Linked DNA regions of Mus musculus: all the other regions are linked to region 1. A link is a contact called in public Hi-C and HiChIP or PLAC-seq data. All regions are on one chromosome and are shown on one strand. Each heading gives the region's core, a stretch centred on a gene start, on an enhancer-like site or on the middle of the called end of the contact. The rest is flanking DNA. Distances are from core to core; before and after follow the strand shown. Region 1 overlaps Pde4b (phosphodiesterase 4B, cAMP specific). Region 2 holds the start of Leprot (leptin receptor overlapping transcript). Region 3 has its middle 28 kb from the start of Leprot. Region 4 holds the start of Slc35d1 (solute carrier family 35 (UDP-glucuronic acid/UDP-N-acetylgalactosamine dual transporter), member D1). Region 5 has its middle 39 kb from the start of Gm12789.

Region 1 (2,686 bases), core at 76-2,575:
TTAAAATTTTCAGTGTTGAAATGATCTGAGTGTTCTGTGTAGTTGGAAAGGTCCTCTTTGCTATCACTAAGTAGCCAAATTTGGTCACATTTGGCTTACTTTTATGGAACAAAGGAGCCTCAGCAAAACTGAATTCCAGAGCTGAAAGGGAACATAAATGTAACGCCTTACAGAGGGTGGAAGACTGCGAAGAAGAGCTTTGGAACTGGAGGCGCATGGTTCCAATTCTGCCAGTCTCACTTGCTAGTCTTTTTACTTAACTGCCCAGAGATTCAGTTTTACAGTATAGAGGTGGGTCTCATCTCACCAGGTTTAGTATCCCCAAAGCGCTTAAGAAAGCGCCTGCCAGGAAGCAGGAATCCTGTGAGCGATCCCTTACTAACACCTACTTCATGGTTGCAAAACCAAATCTGTGTCCCTACTTGTGTTTCAGAGCTGACCCAAAGGCTTTTATTTACAAAGTCTGAACTTGACTTCAGAGCACAGATGGCAGAGCCTCTGTCCTGTGAAGTGAGTGTTATTTGGTAACATAGGTGCCAGTCTGTGGAGAAGGTGAAGAAAGGCCTGTCTGGTAGGGGGAAAGCAAATGGCCTTTAGGGTTTCTTACACCTGGACCGGGCAGTGCTTCCTTGTTTGTTTATGTTTTTCCTTGACCTACCTGTGGCCTAAAGAAATGGAAGGATTCATAAGTGGAGCAGATTTTCCCTGCGCTTCTTAGGGCAGGTGGACAGGAACTGCTACTGTACCTAACAAAAACAGTCTTGGTCTTTGCCTCAGTTTTCTTGACCCTTAAATATTAGCAATAGGCCAAGAGGAATTTCAAAATTTTAGAGACACTTGCAGCCAGGTGAATTAGTGTTAAAGAACATTTTCTTTTTCAAACTTAAAAAAAAAAGTAAAACTGGTAAGAAGACGGAGCAGGGGAACGGGAGCTTGAAGGACAGGGGCATGGTTTCTGGTGTCAGGAAGAATGCCTGGACCCCTCAGTGACCAGTCCAAGTTAAAGGTTAGGCATGTATGCCAGCCGGCTGGCCCCTCTTAGATTTGTACATTAATTGTTGTTTTGAGTTTTGCCAGCTCTCCTTACCTGGAAGAATTGTCTTCCCCTTCAGCAAAAAATGCGTTAGAGCATGAGTTCATCTGCCAAAAAACAGCCTGCTGTTTTGAAAACAGGATGCCTGAGCTCTGCCCCTCCAAAAAAAGAGGAACGGAAAGAGAAACAGTATAGAAAGGAAGAAAGCAAACAGCCCCACAGGGATCCCCAGGCCAAGTGCGGCACAAACAGTGACCTCTCTTTCCGACCTTCTCTATGGCTCAGTTCCTGAGCTCCTGTCACCAAAGCCAACCCACGTCATCAGAGCAGGATAGGAGGAATGGCACAGCTGCTGTGAGGGTGACTAGAATTTCCTGTCGCCTTCCTGACCAACGCAGTCAGAGAAGTACAGGGTTGCAACAACAGTGGCTGAGGAAGGATGGGCCCAGAACAATCCCGGGGAGGTGGGGCGGGACTGGGAAGGGATGGGAGGTGTTCCTTCCCACTCTGGACAGAGAAGCATAGTCGTTCATCCAGGATTTTCAGGTGAAAAGCATCAAAAGGCTTATTAGTACCTGGTATAGTGGATATAGAAAGATGAACATACTGTATCTTCAACTGCAGCTACATTCAAATGATTAGTCACAGCCCCAGATACCCTCCAAACACCCTGCGGTGGGACGTTGTTTTCTTTCTCTATCAGCTTTGCCTGGGACAGGTTTGGACCCAGATGATGAAATTGGACGTTCTGAAATTGGAAAGTCCAGTCTCGGATACCAAAGCTTCCTTTGGACTAAGGAGCTGGAGTAGAGTCCTTGAGTCAACGTTTGCTGCGGCACTTCACCAGCTGGGAGTGGGGGATAAATGGCACTTTCTTGAGGCATCCTGAAATCCCATACAGACACCATTACTGGAAAAGTGAGTCCTCCTGGCTGTGCAGGCTTAGTTCTCCAGCTCCACTCTGAGAACTTGTACCAGCCTGGGCTCCTTGGACGGAAGGGACTAACTAAAGTCACTCAATTCTACCAGCCTGGAGGCACTAGGAAACCTGAATGTGTAATTCTGGGAGGTGATCATGACCGAGGCAAGACAAGCGTTCTAAAGTTGAAGGGAGTCATTTTCTGTACCCCTGAACAATCAATCAGTAACTATGGGAAACACGGTGCCTAACGGAATTGAAAGGAAATAGATCTCATTGGCCAGTAGATGCATCTCAGAACTCTCCCAGGAGAAGGGATGCAGGTTGTTGAAGGATTAATCGATGATGATGGTGAGAAAGGAGTTTCCCTTAACACAGAGGGGCCTTTTATTGCTCCCTGGGTTTGAAGGAAGCCTTAGTATGGTTTCTTCCAGCTGTGCAGAAGGGCTTCATCAGACCAAAAAAAAAAAATGGGTTTCCTACTAGACCTTACTGTGCCTCTGGCCAGACTCCTCATTCCCTGCCCAAATGGCTTTTACCCTTCTTCCAAGGGCCTCTATGTGGGTGTGCTTCCACACAGGTACACACGCAGAGGCCCCAGGCACAGCCATGTAGCAGCAACACGGGACTGGGGAGAAGGTATGTGGGCTGTGGCAGAGGCTCACACGAGCTTACCTGGGAGGTCCTGAGTGGTGAAACAGGGAGAGAGTAGGATGTAGTCCAAGTTAATGGAG
Region 2 (2,686 bases), core at 107-2,606, 930 kb before region 1:
TTAAGTTTAGAACTTCGTGGGTTTTGACTTTCTAACCTTGTCTAAAGAGCTGTTTGGTTCAGTTCCTATTCTTTCTGAACTGCTTTCTGTAGAGGACTTGGACTACTGGATGGTTTCTAAGATGAAGGAAGATTCCACTGAAGAAGGTAAGAATAAGATGGATCTGGAGGAGTGAAAATTGGCCTTAGTTACTTGCAGGCCTGCGTTTATTTAAGGACCTAAAGAAATCCGGACCCACAGAGTTTGTAATGAATGAGGGGGATAGACGGACGCGGTAGTTTACACAAAATGTTAATGTAGTTTGCTACAAAGCAAGCAAATCTATACAAAAGTCAAAGATCTTACATAGGGATATCTCTAATCCTGATTTCTGGTGCTGTCACTCACTCCCGATCTCTACTATATCAGCCACACACTCTCAAAACAAACCACACAGGCACACAGGAAGAGTCGTCCTGGAAGGTAACCTCTCCCCATCCTTATCCCGTGCCCCACTTTTTCCACCAGTCCTTTCAGGCAAGTTTCCTAACAGCCAGCCAGGGTGATGGTGAGCATCTAGAATCTCCTGAGGCAGAGCCTGGGCCCCAAGTCACGACAGTGAGGAAGGGATGGACCCCAGATTGAGAAACAGGGCTGAGATGTCTCAGAATCCAGGATCCCCCGAAGAGTTAAAATAAAGGAGTTATTCTGAAGTAATCAAAGTGGGAGGGGGCTGAGACTAGGAGCGGAGTTCCCGGCCAGCGGGGCGGTGCTGAACAAACTGGGAGACTACTGGAATGAAGTTCTGAGTGGCAGGAAGTAGGACCAGTAGAGTCCGAGCTATGAGTGGCGGAGGCGGGATCAGTCCAATGGGGTGGAGTTCTGCATGGCGGATTGGGATCCGTGCTGGCAGGGACTGAGCTCAGCCAACTGGGGGCGGAGTCCGCGAAGTGGAGGAAGGCGTTGGGGGAGGGTCTCCATGAGCTGGAGGCAGGATTATGTGCCAGAGTGGCGGAACTGTGGGCCGAGCGGAACCGGGCCCGGCAGAGGAGGAGCTCAGAGTGGCAGGGATCAGAACCAGTATAGGAAATACTGAGTGCCTGTAGGGCAGAATCTGGCATAATTGGGTGTGAGGTTGTAATTGGCAGAATTCTAAACCAGTAGGAATCAGGTTCTGCATGGATGGTGGGATTGGGCTTCTGGGGGCGGGAAGCCACGGGATGGGGCGGAGTCTAAAATCAGGGGCGGGGCCTAATGAAGGGGCGGGGCTCCGTTGGTTGGGTAGGAAGTCAATACCGTCAGGGGGCGGGCCGGGCTTTGGATTCGCGCGCCGGCCCTGGCTAGTCTGGGTGTGGGCGGCTTTTGGAGAAAGCCGGAAGCAGCGACAGCCCCAGCTCCAGAGACATGGCGGGCGTTAAAGGTACACTGCGACCCTCGCCCGCGGCTAGTGGGTGGGGTCGCTCCTGGCTCCAGGCTGCATGGCGAGCAGCCTGTGTGCGGGTGTGCGAGTTCCTGCAGACCGCGGCCTCCCGAATGCGCGGCAGAGGTGTTTTGCGGAGCCTATAAACGCTCGCGCCCACGCCCACGCCCGTCAGTTCCCAGGCGGGGGCTTCTCCCGTGGGCTGTACGTTCCACAGTGGTCCCCTGGGCTTTTCAGTTCTCCGTAGGTCACATCAGGGTCCCACATCCTCACCTTCCTGCCCCGCCGCAGTTTCCTGTGGCTTACAGAGGAGCCTTTGTGTCCAGGATGTGTGTTGGAAACTTGGTCCTGTTGTTCCCTTACGGTTTTTCTCGCTGGGCAGAATAATTTCGGGCGTGTGGCACTTTGGAAAGTAACCAGAAATACCCTATTCGACGCAACCTTGGGGCTGCAATTAGATGGGATTTTAACAAGACTTTTCTTGAGTGTTTACTGGTCTGTGAACAGAGCAGTATGTGCTGTTTGTGTTCTTGAATGGTGATGAAAGGAGGGTACCGAAAGATTATCACCCTGATCTGTGTGAATGCAGAGCTTTGGGCGTTGGGTGGGGACAAAGTTACTGGAAGGCTTCCTGGTATTTGGATTTCTGGTCATCCGCACAGAGAAGACTTAATTTATCTCTGTGTTGGACTTCCTTTCTTTGAAAACTATCCACAAAGACCTTCCCACTCACCAACATCTGTAAGATGGATACAGTGTATACTCATGTGGATGCACTGTACATTATCTGTGCACAACTAGTAACAGACATAGCTAACCATTTTGGGGGGACTTTTGTATTTCAAATCAAAGTAAACATGGTTTACTTGGGCAATGTCCACTGTATGACGTATCCATTTGAAGACAGTGTAGAAAGCATGTAAAATTGTGTCTCACTACTACAGAGTGTTCAGTCCTGGACAGAAAGTACAAAGTAGCAACAGTAATTTATGGGCCTATGTAGTGAAAAGGAACAAAGGCTATGAAGTAGACAAGAGCACAAGGAAGTAAAACTTTGCCCATAATTCAACTGTTATTGAGAAACTATGCTGGAGACTTGGGATAAAAGATAAGTGAGAAGTTTGGACTGAGTTGATTGCCGAAAATAATTATATTGCTGTGTAAGAAAATGATGTGTGCTCTGACAGTTGAGAACATAGAGATAATATAGTGGAGGGAATCATGTTGCTCCAAAAGATATGTTTTAAGTTGTAACTCCCTGCTGCCAAATGAGGGTGTGGCCTTGTT
Region 3 (2,686 bases), core at 128-2,627, 900 kb before region 1:
TGCTGTGTAGGGTGAATAGATGATCACATCTCACATCATGTGCTGCGCTACTCTACTGGGTCCTGCAGAGGGTTTTTTTTTTTTTTTTTTGGTTGATTATTTCTAATTGTCTCCCTACATCAAAACAAAACAAAAGAACAAAGCAAAAACAAAACAGATGGAACAGGTGGGCTCTATTGTCAGTCAGGATGGATTCTGAGTGCTTGCTGTAAGGAGGAGTATGGGGGACTTAGTTCTCATGTGAATTTATTTTAAGGGACTCTCGGGTCAGGGCATAGAAAAAAACCAGAAGCAAGTCTCTCAGGCTGCCTAATCAGAAACCATTACTATTAGCTAACCACGTGTATCCTTGAGTTAAAGTTTTACTTTTTCCATAAACACCATCTGCAAACAGTGTAGTCATAGGTAGTACTGGGATGTGTCAAGTCTGGGGCTATACACTGTGTCACTCATGCCCTTTGGCATACATGCTTCTGCCCACGTGGCCAGGCAAGAAAGATCTTCTCAGTCTGTTTTCCTAAAGGACCTTTGTCCGACTTTGATGGGCAAACAAGAATCATGTTTCCAGGGACACACACACACACACACACACACACACACACACACGTTCTACAGTGACATTTTGTTGTTGTTTGTTTTGAGATAGGGTCTCACTAAGTAGCCCTAACTATCCTGAAACTCACTATGTAGACCAGGGTGGCCTCGAACTCACAGAGAACCTTCAGCCTCGGCCTTTTTAGTCCTGAGATTAAAGGCATGTACCACCATGCCTGGCCCAGGGCATATTTTTAAATGAGGAAATGGGGACCAAAGGAAGGAACATGTAGCTGTGGTGAGAGGTTGGGTTGACCTCTTAACTTTCTGAGAAGCCATAGTTCTTGGGAAGTTGACATTGAGTTATTTAGCTGTGTGATTTAATGGCATATAAAGTTGGAATGGATACACTCATTCAATTGATACTTTTTCCTTGTGCCAATACTGTGCTAAATGTCAGGACACAATGGATCAAATGACATCTTACGTTTATTTGGGGAGAGAGACAAATAATCACCACAGAGTTAAATACATAACTGGAAATTATGTGGAGAGGCAGGAGACTGAAGGAGCCAGCACTGTAAAGAGCACGGTGGCAGAGTGGGGAGAGACTGATACCTTGGAGTAAGTATCTAAGGATGTATGGAGAGTGCTCTCTCTGGGACTGAATGGAAGGCTGTCCTCAGGCAGGAGGATCATGTGTGGGACAGAGCGTGCTTCTGCTTTAATCCATTTCATATTGTGAAAACTTTCCAAAGCCTGAAAGAGAAACACAACATCCCCTGCACTTAGAACATCTACTTCCTCAGTGTAGTCTGGCCAGAAATGTGTCAAGAGCAAGCCTTCAAAGGGGCAGATGTCAGCCCTCTGGCCTGTAAACAAAATGCCCAAGATATTTCCCCGAGGCTTGAGGCCAGTTTGTAATTTGGCTTTTTCCTCATCCTGGATGAATTTCCAAACATAGTAAAACGGCCTGTGATGAAATATAGTTCAAACGACAAGGCAAAGAGCAACTCAGGTCCTCAAAACACTCTCATTAAGGAAAAAGGCACAGATAAAACTCTTTCCACCAATGGTGTGCTAGTGTGAGGCAGTAAAATGACAGTGCCCGGACCCCACACGTAAGTCACACAACTGCCACTACTTGGAGACCTAAATAAGGTAACTGCAGGCTTTCCATATCTGATTTTAACCCACTCAACCAACTTGATTCCTCTGGGTCATTTAGCTATTTCTGTAAGTGAAAAGGACTACATTAATTGTGTTCTCCTTCTTCTTCTTAAACAAACAAACAAACAAACAAAAAAACCTAGTGGATGCCAAAGTCATCAACACCTCGGGGCTGCTTTCCTAAATGAAGGTTCCCCCAGCCTAAGAATACAGATAGTTCTTTCTTCATTAATCTAGAAGGGGTAAGCCACTAGACCCAAGCAGGGTGGAAATGACAGGGGCCGTGTCTTCTTGACTCTTACCCCCCCACTGCAACTGGAAGTGTGGGCTCTGCTTGCTGGCGACATCATTCTGCAGGTAAGAGAAAGCACAGGTGTTTATACAATCTCATCTATAAAAGGACTCATGTTTTATCTGAAAACTAGTTTCCTTTATTTTACCTTTAGACATCTGGCTAAATGTCTCTAGGGATGGATGCTCACTTGGAAGCAAGTTCCCTGACAGCTGCCATTGGAGGTAGAGTCTTTGCTCTTTCCTTCCAAAAATAGCAGTAATATCATTATTTGGACCACATTCTGTGTTGCAGGGCTGTGTCAAGAGAGTTCATATTTGTTGTTTCTAATGCTTCCAAGCAGCTAAGAAGTGATCATCTCACATACTTTAAAGGTGAAAAACTCAGGCAAGGTCACAAAACTCAGAAGAGAGGTCACTTTGGCTGAACTCAACACATAGGCCCATTTCCAGACAATACACATAGCTATTCAAATCTGTGCATTTAATGTCACCTCTTAGATTGGGTTCTTGGTTTCTCTATTCATATCTCATGAAACATGCTCTCTAGCACTCTCAGATTATGTTATGACTATGCCTTTGTAAGGTCTTATCTATTTTGTTTGTGTGTCTATTCATCTATCATAATCTATCTATCTATCTATCTATCTATCTATCTATCTTTCTTTCTTTCTTTCTATCTTTCTTTCTA
Region 4 (2,686 bases), core at 118-2,617, 640 kb after region 1:
TAAGCCACAGAATGGCTCCTTTTTATAAAATAAAGTATCCCTTCTTTCTCACGTTTGTTTACCTTTCGAGGTACATTTCTGTCGAAGTCAGGAAACTTGACTACTCTGAGTGTCTTTCCCACCCAGAGAACCGCTACCGTGGCCACCATCTGCAAACAGAGAACACACACAGATGCACTGTTCTGCATAGAAAGACACACACAGAACTTCTGACAACACAGACCACGGGATGCCCGAGATTCCAACTAACCTGGCCAAGTCCAACACATAGCGAGGATGGAAATCTACAAAAGGGGTAAAGAAAAGGGGGTTAAAAACGGCCAGAACGTCCTCAGAGCACAGGGAATTCAACTCCCACACTGTCAGCCTTAAAATGCGTTCTGATTCAACCCACAGCGATGCCTGCCCCTCCAATAAAAAACAAAAAATTAAAAAAAAAATCTTAGATTTTGTAGCCTAGGGCGACCACTTGTCTGGTCTTGTCCTGTTTTTTTTTACAATTCCCTTCAGCTTCCTGCAACGGATTTTTCCAGAAAGTTAAGCCGCGGAGACCTCGTCAACGGTTTTAAATCTTTTAAATGACTCTTGAGGGGAAACACAAGACACACACATACAAACTTCTGCCCCGGAGTCTCAGTGACAGCGGCGACGGCGCGTGGGCGTGCGGCCGCGCCGGTCCCGGGGCTGTCAGCCGCGCGGGTCGCTAGTCCCTGGGCACCGGCCTCGTTGTGCCTTCCCCCTTCACCCCCAGCCCTGGCCAGTGCGGCGGGGAGCGTGGCCGAGGGTATCCCCGGGTGGGCTCGAACCCCCGTCCCTGCCCGCCGCGCCGCAGCCGCCGCCCGCCAGCCCGGCCACCTGTAGTTGGTGAGCACGCTCTTGTTGACCACCACGATGAGGAAGGAGCTCACGCCGTAGAAACCGGCGGCCAGCAGCTTCAGGAACACCGTTAGCGTTTCGGCCGGCGCCATCCCCAGCTCCTCCTCATCTCTGTGTGTGGAGGATTTCGCGGGGGCTTCTCCTTTAACCGGAGCATGCTGACGTCTGTGGACTTCCGCCATGGCGGCGGTGGCGCCGGCGGCGGTGGCGGTGGCTGCCGCAACGGGCCTGCGAGCGAGCGGGGCGGCGGAGCGGCGCGGCGGCGGGGGTCTGGGCCTGGCGGTGCGGAGCGCGGTGCCGAGCGGGCTTGGCGGTGCGGGGCGCGGAGGAGCGCGGGCCTGGCGTGGCGGGACCCCGGCTGCGGGAGCGGGCCTGGCGGTGCGGGGCGCGGGCCCTGAGCTCCGGGGCTCCGCGATTGCGGGCCTAGCGTGGCGGCGGAGGCTCGGGAAGGACCCGGCGGCTCGCGGCAGGGCTTCGCGGGTTGTGCTGCCCACAGCTCCCCGCACTGCCGCCGCCCGTCCCCGCCCAGGGGTTGGGACACTGGGGTTCACACCCTCGGGGACTTTGCCCTGGCATGGTGCCTCGCGGGGTCAGGGAAGGGCCGGGGCTGGCTCGGCGGGGCTGGGGACCCGGCATGGGCTCCGGGAGCAGCCGGGACACTGCTGGGGGACCACTGAGCCGGGCTGGCGAGCACAGAGTTGCGCCTGCGCACGAAGGCGCGCTGGGTCCCCCTGCGGGGAGCATGGGGGTTTTGCGGGAGCTGGGCTGCAGGCCTAGAAGTACCTCCCTCCTTTCTAACGTGTGGCTGGCAGAGAAGTGATGCCCCTGTTGCATCCTCAGTTATCCCGAAAGCTCTTTTTTTGGCCTCACTTGCCGAGGGGTCAAAGGTCACACAAAGTATCAAACATGATTCAACAGTAAACAAAGATTTCATTCTGCAAAGTGAGACCTCTCATGCTTCTGAAATTCTTTTTGTTGTTTTTTGCTTGTTTGTTTTAGCTGGTATATCCAGAAAAGGCAAGGATGAGGAAAGTGTTGCAATAAGCCGCTCCTGGAATAGTAAAAAGTGCAAGGTGTTTGGAGCCTAAAGCTTTGTTCCGGTTTTAGGACTGTTTGAAACATTCCCTGTGCTCTTAGGCAGATTCGATGGTCTCTGCACCTTCATCTCACGACCTCTGTTGTGTAAAGCCAGTTCTGTTTTCTTGACACAGTGCAGTCACACAAGCAAAGAATACCTGTTGAAGCAAGGACGTTACATTCCTACTTTTAGAAAGTTTTGAATTATTCCCCCAAACTTCCCATCTTCTTAAGTGTCTTTTTTTTTTTTTTTAAACTGTGGTAAAAATATCAGTTTATTGTTTTAATCCTTGGATGTGCAACTCTCACCAGGCACCCTCCCCAAAACATTCACCGTGTCAGATGGAAACTCTTGTGGGAACGAAGCAATCATTTCCTGTTCTCTACTCCCCTCCTCAAAACCAAGTAACCTGTGTTGTGCTGTCAATCTCTGTGAATCTGACTATTCTGTATATCACACAGATGAGCAATCGCACAGTATTTACCCATCCGTGACTGGCTTAGGCCAGTTACACAATGTGTTCAAGGTACATGCACCCTGTACCGTGTCTCAGAACTGGAATTCCTGGCAGCCAGCATGGCATCCTTGACTGTTGGTAACCTCCTTTGCCCGCACCTCCAGATGCCTGGCTTTTCCCCTTTCCTGAGTTGTAGCTAAATCAACAACAAGGCTCACATCTCTCTTTCTTCACTTCCATTTCACAATGCCCCTCCCTCATCTCTTCTTGAATTA
Region 5 (2,686 bases), core at 59-2,558, 550 kb before region 1:
GTATTATCTGCATAAATGTATAAGTACTCTGTGCTAATGGATACCAGAAGTAGGAACCAAATCCCTTGCAGCTGGACTTATGGATGGTTGTGAATCATCATGTGGGTCCTGGGAATTGAACCTGGATCTTCTGCAGGAGGAACAAGTGCTCTTAACTGCTGGAACATCTTTCTAGTTCCCCCACTTTACGTTTTAAAAATAATGTTACAATAGATAGAAACGGTAACTTATTGTTTACCAGACTGACTTGTGTCCAGTTGTAACTGCCTTTGCTTGTACAGATATAGCTTTCTGTTTAAATTACCTCCCACTTTGTCACTATATGCAAGTTATACTCATAGATAATCATATTGGGAAAAATATTGGGATAAATATGAGTCCATGTCTTTATATCAAAAACAGAAACTGTCCCTGAATAGGAGATAAGGAAAACTCTGGACTCATGAATAAAGATGAATTTTTAAGAAAGTAAGGCAAGCACTGCAAGCTACAAAACAGCAAATGACCATGGCTGGGACATGATCGATTCTGTGTGCACACATCCATCGAGTCACCTGTTTATCATCTATCAAAGACAGAGCCAAGGAAATCTTATCAGTGGTTATCTCCAAATGGGAAATTACCAGAGATTTTATTTTTTCTTGTTATTTTAGCTATTTAATGTTTAAAAATAATACATGTATTTTTTAAAAGTTATTTTGAGAGAGGCTCACCTTATGAGCACAAACTTCTCGTACAGACTAGACTTTCAGTTCCCAGCAAACCACAATGGACAGCTCACAACAGCCAGCTCCAAGGAATTCTGGTACTACAATCACACATGCACCCTCTTAGAGGCAAAGGGGAAGGTTTGCAGAGGGGAGAGTGGGAAGGGGGACAATATTTGAAATGTCAATAAAATAATTAATAATAATAAAAGCAATAACAGCAACATTTTTTACTAGAAATAAGAGGCAAATGGAAAATTAAGACAAGACCAGCCCTCAGGAAGACAGATCTACTGTAAGCTGTGCTAAAGAGCTAGGAGAAATAATTATCACTTTAATGAAATAATTTTTTCTCCCAGAATTCCTGCCTCCTTGCGCACTTGGGACAGGGCCACCATGAGATCCTAGCAGATCTATGAGACTTTCTGAGTCCTGATTTAGAAAAACACAACTTTCCCTTTTTCTTCTTGTCTGTCTTTTTCTTTGGATGCTAACCAAAACCTAAGCATACTTTTCCCCTGGTGCTTTGGGCTTCCTTATTCTTTCTCTGAATCCCCCTGCTCATTTTTGGCCATGTGGCAGCTTATCTATCATGTGACTGACCTCCCTGCCTCACTCAACCATATCTCCTCTATTTCCGTAACTTCCTTCTCTCTGCAGCTGCTGAGAATTACAGTTTGCCTGCCCTAGGATTTTTCTTTTAAACTTTAATAAAATTATCCCAAACTTTCAAAATATAAAGTAAAAATTATTTTCATTAGAAAGAAGAGGCAAAGGGGAAATTGGAACTGTAAAAAACCAATAGATTAAAAAAAAATCAGTAACCTTCTATTCCCTGCATTATATAAATCAATCTCAAAAAGTGAACCTTCAATTTAACACAGTCCAGAGTCCCAAAGAAGAGAGTCACTAGAAAATAAAGGTTGTTGACCATGCTTGGGCTGGAGAAATGGCTCAGGGCTTGAGGCATTTCTGTTTTTGCAGAGGACCCAAGTTTAGCTCCCAGCACCCACATGGTGGCTCACAACCACCCGTAACACCAGTTCCAGTAGATCCGATACCCTTTTCTGATCTCTGTGGGCACCAGACACACATAGAGCACAGACATAGTGCACAGACGCAGAACACTCATATGTATAAAATAAATAAACCTAAAATGAATTTTCAAAAATCGAGTCTGCTAGAAAGCAAAGCAAAGTAATACATTGACAGTTGATTCATTTCTCCTTGTCAATGCAGGCAGGGATTTTGTAAACGAAACCATTTGGTACTAAACTGACAAGGGCTTTGGCAGGACCTACATTTGCATTTGTTCTTTGTTTTCCACAGAGACAGATTTTAGTTGAACTAATACCCTCTCCAGACTTTTTTTTTTTTTTTTTTTTTTTTTTTTTTTTTTTTTTTTAACCACATATGACTTCTTATAGGAGAAAGAATGGCTTGGCAAGCTTGGAGAAAGGCACTAGCCATTTTCACGTAAGCCCTGTCAGTTCTAATCCTGGGCAGGCCCGTCTGTGAAAGCAAGCTCTGCTCGTCCACGCAGCCTCTTCACTAGGAGGAAAGGTTGAGAAGCCCAAGAAAGCCCAGAGGCGTCAGAGGTGTCGATGGGCTGGGTTGGTGTAGAAGTCAGGTTTTTTTTTTTTAGTCAGCCAGTTGACTATAGATCTAATACACACACACACACACACACACACACACACACACACACACACACATATATATATATATATATATATATATATATATTTTTTTTTTTCCCCAAAACAGGGTTTCTCTGTATAGCCCTGGCTGTCCTGGAACTCACTCTGTAGACCAGGCTAGCCTTGAACTCAGAAATCTGCCTGCCTCTGCCTCCCGAGTGCTGGGATTAAAGGCATGCGCCACCACGCCCAGCTCTAATTTATATTTTTAAAGCCAGTAATAAAACAGATCTTCAGTAACTTGAATTCTGTGTCACTTTCTCCCCAAACCACAAGAAA

The links. Hi-C and Micro-C count contacts between places; a contact is called where the count stands out from the background. HiChIP or PLAC-seq counts read pairs in DNA pulled down with a chosen protein or histone mark.
Region 2: a Hi-C map of B cells shows a contact between it and region 1, with 13 read pairs. The contact joins the promoter of Leprot here to the enhancer-like site in region 1. A contact is called at or near these places in 8 of 39 promoter capture datasets (the 3T3-L1 cell line, 3T3-L1-derived adipocytes, the C10 cell line and 4 more), 2 of 484 Hi-C or Micro-C datasets (B cells and CD4 T cells) and 5 of 115 datasets of contacts at active chromatin or transcription factors (bone marrow-derived dendritic cells, bone marrow-derived macrophages, cardiomyocytes and 2 more).
Region 3: a Hi-C map of liver shows a contact between it and region 1, with 2.9 times the contacts expected there. The contact joins two enhancer-like sites. A contact is called at or near these places in 1 of 484 Hi-C or Micro-C datasets (liver) and 1 of 115 datasets of contacts at active chromatin or transcription factors (bone marrow-derived dendritic cells).
Region 4: an H3K27ac HiChIP or PLAC-seq map of thymic regulatory T cells shows a contact between it and region 1, with 5 times the contacts expected there. The contact joins the promoter of Slc35d1 here to the enhancer-like site in region 1. A contact is called at or near these places in 2 of 39 promoter capture datasets (the 3T3-L1 cell line and pre-B cells) and 2 of 115 datasets of contacts at active chromatin or transcription factors (the NIH/3T3 cell line and thymic regulatory T cells).
Region 5: a contact with region 1 is called in an H3K4me3 HiChIP or PLAC-seq map of pro-B cells, with 5 times the contacts expected there. The contact joins two enhancer-like sites. A contact is called at or near these places in 2 of 115 datasets of contacts at active chromatin or transcription factors (large pre-B cells and pro-B cells).

What each region holds. Positions count from the first base shown.
Region 1 is chr4:102,573,111-102,575,796 of GRCm38.p6, forward strand. The region is part of intron 6 of Pde4b (phosphodiesterase 4B, cAMP specific); the gene reads left to right. Among named protein-coding and RNA genes, the nearest start is that of Gm52667, 5.0 kb to the left of the region's middle. Within about 2 kb of position 1,326, at least 146 of the 459 cell types and tissues checked have an H3K27ac peak or open chromatin away from gene starts, as enhancers often do. A contact at or near this core is called in B cells, bone marrow-derived macrophages, cardiomyocytes and 7 more, where this site is marked.
Region 2 is chr4:101,646,427-101,649,112 of GRCm38.p6, forward strand. Leprot (leptin receptor overlapping transcript) reads left to right here and starts at 1,357. Exons shown (of 4, transcript NM_175036.4): 1 at 1,357-1,399. The coding sequence starts at 1,384.
Region 3 is chr4:101,674,549-101,677,234 of GRCm38.p6, forward strand. No RefSeq gene overlaps it. Among named protein-coding and RNA genes, the nearest start is that of Leprot, 28 kb to the left of the region's middle. Within about 2 kb of position 1,378, at least 26 of the 459 cell types and tissues checked have an H3K27ac peak or open chromatin away from gene starts, as enhancers often do. A contact at or near this core is called in liver, where this site is marked.
Region 4 is chr4:103,213,809-103,216,494 of GRCm38.p6, forward strand. It overlaps Slc35d1 (solute carrier family 35 (UDP-glucuronic acid/UDP-N-acetylgalactosamine dual transporter), member D1), which reads right to left and starts at 1,368. Exons shown (of 12, transcript NM_001356276.1): 1 at 856-1,368; 2 at 251-284; 3 at 63-149. The coding sequence starts at 1,058. It overlaps Gm46864 (a long non-coding RNA gene), which reads left to right and starts at 1,135. Exons shown (of 3, transcript XR_001784379.1): 1 at 1,135-1,189.
Region 5 is chr4:102,024,768-102,027,453 of GRCm38.p6, forward strand. No RefSeq gene overlaps it. Among named protein-coding and RNA genes, the nearest start is that of Gm12789, 39 kb to the left of the region's middle. Within about 2 kb of position 1,309, at least 5 of the 459 cell types and tissues checked have an H3K27ac peak or open chromatin away from gene starts, as enhancers often do. A contact at or near this core is called in pro-B cells, where this site is marked.